2 separate regions of the Sus scrofa genome follow, and region 1 is linked to region 2. The links are chromatin contacts, called in public targeted proximity ligation maps. All regions are on one chromosome and are shown on one strand. The core of a region is the stretch at or near the end of the contact, and the rest is flanking DNA. Distances in the headings are between cores, read along the strand shown.

Region 1 (2,936 bases), core at 107-2,606, 260 kb after region 2:
ATCCGAGCCGCGTCTACAAACTACACCACAGCTCACGGCAACGTTGGATCCTTTAACCCACTGAGCAAGGGCAGAGATCGAACCCTCAACCTCATGGTTCCTAGTCGGATTCATTAACCACTGTGCCACGAGGGGAACTCCAAGATTTTATTTCAGTTCTACAACCTTCTATGGAGCATTTTTTGTGTGGAGTCTTTGTGTTAGGCCTTGGGTTGGGGGAGAGAAGATACAAAGATAATATATAACATCTCACAGCAAGCACATCACCCTGTAGTGATGTGGCCACACACACAGATTCCCAGCTGTCTCCAGCACATCCATGTGCATCAAATGCTCTGCTAGAGATGAAAGGCAAGATCTACTTTACTTGCAGCCCTGGAGGAGTGTGTACAGGAAGCTGGCATTTGAGTTAGGAATTAAGGGTTGTGAAATATAAAATTGAAAGGGAGAATGTTCCTGAAAGAGGAAGAAAGGCCTTAAAACGCATGCAGGGTAATGAGTTGTCTGCCATGTGGGAACATTCAGTATGACGTGGGGAAAGACTTGGAATGAGGTGGGCATAATTGCAATGATACAATTGTTGGCAGTGTACACGAGAAGCCTAAATAAACTTGATCTTCTTCCAAGCTTTGGATATTGTATATTTAATTTATTCTGAAATACTCATATATCCATATCTCGATTTCCCATGTTTTGGCCTTTTTTTTTTTTTTTTTTTTTTTTTTTTTTTGGTCTTTTTAAGGCCATACTCCCAGCATATGGAGGTTCCCAGGCCAGGGGTTGAATCAGAGCTGCAGCCTCCGGCCTGCGCCAGAACCACAGGATTGCAGGATCCGAGCTGTGTCTGTGACCTACACCACAGCTCAAGGCAATGCTGGATCCTTAACCCACTGAGCAAGGTCAGGGATTGAACCCATATCCTCATGGATCCTGGTTGGGTTCATTACCACTGAGTCACAGTGGGAACTCTATGTTTCAGCCTATTTTTATTTTCAGTTCTGGACTTGCAAAATTATAATTATATTAGGAAATATAATAAAAATATAAAATTTTATTCAGGATTTACCTGTGCCTAGGCCTTCTGTTAAGCGTTTTCCATATATTATCTCACATGAGCCTCATGAAAATCACAGGAAGTAGGTCCTTATCCCCATTCTGCAGATGGATAGACTGAGTCACAGAAATATTAAATAATTTTCCCAAGTCACACAGATAGTAGGTAGGAATGAAAAGACATGAAGGCCAAAACTAATCACATGACTCATTAAATTAAAAGTAATTCTCAGGACTAGAACAGACTAGACCGCAGAATGCCCTCTGATGTAGTTCAACAAGGTGGCCACTAGATGGCAGAACTGGCCCACCTTGGATAGAGTTTGGACTGGGTGCGGTCCAATCTTGGAAACCTTTATGGGGTTTAAGCAATGATTAGAAACAGCTGATTCTCTCCAAATTAAGCAAAGATAGGGCTAATATGCATGCCTATATAGTTACACTTTAACAGGAAAAATTTCATTTTTCAAAATCAAGAACCACAATCTTTGATAATTTCCCACATATTTAGAAATGTGTAATCTACAACATAAAACTAAAGAGGAGTTCCTATGGTGGCTCAGAGGTAACAAATCCAACTAGTACCATGAGGCTGTGGGTTCAATCTCTGGCTTCTCTCAGTGGGTTAAGGATCCGGTGTTGCCGTGAGCTGTGGCATAGGCCGCAGATGAGGCTTGATCCCGCCTTGCTGTGGATGTGGCTCCAATTCGACCCCTAGCTTGGGAATTTCCGTATGCCGTGGGTGTGGCCCTAAAAAGCCAAAAAATAAAAAACAATTAAAAAATACATAAATAAAAAGGTTATGTCTTCTCATTTCTTCCTTCACAGAGGAGGGGGTACTAGGCGCCTGGCCTTTTTAAATGAGGCTCTTTCTGGTTTCAATCACCATGTCTTTGTCCGCTACAGTAAAAAATGAGAGTGCTACACCTCGTTTTAGGGAATGAAGACTCGCCAGGGCCTGACTTAGGCACCATATTTGTACCCTGGGTTGACTTGTACCTATTCCTCCACCCTGGGAAATTTGCAACTGTTTAACTCAGGTGAATCAGGTACAAATATTTAACAGGGATTATGCAAGAGAAACATCATCCAGGAAATCAGTTTAACAGGCAGAACCTAATGCTATCATTTGTCATCTGTTTTTCAGGTTGAAGTCAAAACTCAAGAGACCTTTGCTCAAAGAGCTAAAATTGTCCTATCTATTAATGGCATGGACTCTCAGGAAGTTCACTCATAGAAGTACCCAGCTTCTAGTGGGAATAGATCAACATGACATTCCTCCAAACCTTGAGATAAAATACAGGCTCCACCCAAATCACCATATCCTGGGGCTTCTGTGAAATGATAGGCCCAAGAGAGGGACCTTCTAAACATGGAAGGGACACATGAGGCCAAGGCGCATCAAGTTCAGATGACACTGAACCCACACAAACCTTGACCCCCTAGTTCCTGTTTCCTAGAAAGAGCATGATCCTGGGGCAATTCAGCCTCTCCCAGAACCCCTGCACAGCCCCAGTCCTGTTTAAAAGAAAAAAGAAAAAATCCTAGTCAGAAAACACGTCACTGAAGAACACAAAGAAGAATTTGTAATTCCAAAACGTGAAATGAGAGGAGGCATTCAAAGCCATGTCCAGTGAAAGAGAAAGTGTCTCCCATTGTACTTTTGCTAGAACAGGCCCTGGAGGCTTTTCTCATAAATGAGAACAAAATTCTTCCTCCTTCTTCAAAAAGAAGAAACACGAATATCTTTGTATCAGATTCCTGAGTATTTATAGAGATGCATTTTTAATATATCTTTATTTAATCAGCTTTATTGAGGTATGATTAACAGAATATAAAAAGTACTGATTTTAAGGTTACACTTTGTTGAGTTTTAGCAAACA
Region 2 (2,796 bases), core at 210-2,709:
CAAATCTTCCTTTGAACACTTCTTGAGAGATATTACACAGCTATTACAAATAAAACTGTTATACATATTTGTGACATAGACCATCGCAAGAATGCTTTCATTTCTCTGGAGTAAATATCTAGGAATTACTGAATTGCACGATAGTTCTATTTTTAACTTTTTGAGGACTCGCTATACTGCTTTCCATAGTGGCTGCACCAATTTATATTCCCACCAACAGTGCATGGGGCTTCCCTTTTCTCTATATTCTTGCCCCAATCTCTTATTTGCTGTATTTTCTCTCCTTTTTTCCTTTATTTTTATTTGTTTACTTGGTTATTTTCCTGTGTTACATTTATTTTTTAATTTAATAGAAGTGTACTTGATTTACAGTATTGTGTTAGTTTCAGGTTTAGAGAAAAGTGATTCAGTTATACATATATCCATTCTTTTGCAGCTTCTTTTCCCAGTTGGGTTATTATAGAATATTGAGTAGAGTTCCTTGTGCTATACAGTAGGTTCTTGTTGGTTATGTATTTTACATATAGTAGTGTGTATCTGTTAATCCCAAACTCCTAATTTATCCTTCCCCCACATTTTCCCTTTGGTAACATAGTTTGCTTTCTATGTTAATGAGTCTGTTTCTGTTTTGTAAATTCATTTGTATCTTTTTTCTTTCTTTTTTTTTTTCTTTTCCTTTTTGTCTTCCTAGGGTAGCAGGTATGGCATATGGAAGTTCCTAGGCTAGGGATTGAATCAGAGCTGTAGTCACCAGCCTACACCAGATCCCAACCATGACTGAGACCTACACTACAGCTCACAGCTACACTGTATCCTTAACCCACTGAGTGAGGCCAGGGATGGATGGAACCCACATCCTCATGGATACTTGTTGGGTTTCGTAACCTGCTGAGCCACAATGATAACTCCTCATTTGTGTAATTTTTTATAAGATTCCACATATAAGTGATATGATACTTTTCTTCCTCTGACTTATTCCATTTAGTATGATAATCTCTAATTACATCCATGTTGCTGCAAATGGTAATATTTCATTCTTTTTATGGCTGAACAATGCTCCATTGCATGATGTACCACATCTTTATCCATTCATCTATCAATGGACATTTAGGTTGCTTCCATGTCTTGGCTGTTGTAAATAGCCCTGCAATGAATATTGAGGTCCATGCATATTTTTGAATTAGAGTTTTCTTTGGATATATGTCCAGAAGTGGTATTGCTGGATCATATGGTAGCTCTATTTTTTGTTATTTTAAAGAATCTCCATACTATTCTTTGTAGTGGTTGTGCTATTATACAATCCCACCAACAATGTGGGAGAGTTGCCTTTTTTCTACACCCTCTCCAGCATTTATTGTTTGTAGACTTTTGATGATGGCCATTCTGATTGGTGTGAGGTGACATCCGTTGTGGTTTTGATTTGCACTTCCCTGATGACTAGTGGCACTGAGCATATTTTCACATGGTTGTTGGTCATCTGTATGTATTCTTTGGAGAAATGTCTATTCAGATCCTCTTTCCCCTTTTTAATTGGGCTGTGCATTTTTCTGATGTTGAATTGTATGAGTTCTTTGTATATTTTGTATATAAATTCTTTATTGGATAAATTGACAACAAACATCTTCTCCAATTCAATAGACTACCTTTTGGATCGATTGATAGTTTCCTTTGCTTTGGAAAAGATTTTTAGTTTGATGTAATTCCATTTGTTTAGTTTTGCTTTTTGGTTCCCTTGCCTGAGGAGACATCCAAACAAATATTTCTAAAACTGATGTCAAAGACAAAGGAGGCAAAAATATACAATAGGGAGTAGTTAGCCTCTTCAACATGTGGTCCTGGGAAAACTGGACAGTGACAAGCAAAAGAATCAAACTGGACTACTTTCTCACCCCGTATCCAAAAATAAGTTCAAAATGAATTAAAGCTTAAATGTAAGATCTGAAACCATAAAACATCCAGAATAAAACATAGGCAGTATGCTGGTAGGAGGGACTAGGTCCTGGCTGTGGGGAATCCCATTCCTGATGCTGACTTACTGGTGGACCAGGCTGGGTCATGAGTTGGCCAGCTATGGAAACTGTTGTCCCAGGGAGAGTGCTGATCCATTGGTTTATGGAGTCAGATCCCATGGCAGCTTGCTGGGCAGTCTGAGTTCTTTTGGAGCTGGTTTTGGCCTGCTGGTGGGTTGGTTGGGGCCCATCTCTAGGTGATGCAGGCATGCTGGTGGGTGGGCCAGGTCTTGATACTGTTGATTGCAGTGCCAAGGTGGTCCAAGGGCTATTGTTGGCCTGGTGAGAGGAAGTTTAGGTCCTTGGATCTCTGGCTGTGGGCCTCTGAGGTCCTGGAGTAGGTATTGGCCCATTGGTGGGAGGGGGTCCTGGTGCTGTTCCAACTTTCTTATGAGAGGACCTAGTCCTAATATGGTTTAGTGTAGAGCCATGATTGGTCCAGGGCTAGTATCAGCACAATGGCAGGTGGGTCCAGGGCCCAGGGGGTCCACTAGTGGGTGAGACTGGGTGCTGGGGTTCACATTTACCAGCTGGTGGGCAGGGCCAACAACTGGTTGTGTGGCCCCAGAGGTCCCTGGACTAGCACTGGTTCCTTGTTTGTTTAGTTGTAGATCTTTTCTGCTAGTCTTCAGGTTGTACTCACTGTTAGTTGCTCTGCAAAGAGTTGGAATTTTGTTGTTCTTGTGGGAGGAAGTGAGTTCAGTGTCTTATGCTATCTTGGCCATTCTTATCTTTTGACTTTCTATATATTTGCTACTGCTTGATGGACTCATCCACTAACAAACTT

What was found.
Region 1: a contact with region 2 is called in a targeted proximity ligation map of alveolar macrophages. A contact is called at or near these places in 2 of 47 Hi-C or Micro-C datasets (epiblast stem cells and heart right ventricle) and 1 of 2 datasets of targeted methods (alveolar macrophages).

Annotation. Positions count from the first base shown.
Region 1 is chr4:55,326,840-55,329,775 of Sscrofa11.1, forward strand. No RefSeq gene overlaps it. Among named protein-coding and RNA genes, the nearest start is that of FABP5, 46 kb to the left of the region's middle.
Region 2 is chr4:55,069,397-55,072,192 of Sscrofa11.1, forward strand. No RefSeq gene overlaps it. Among named protein-coding and RNA genes, the nearest start is that of FABP4, 26 kb to the right of the region's middle.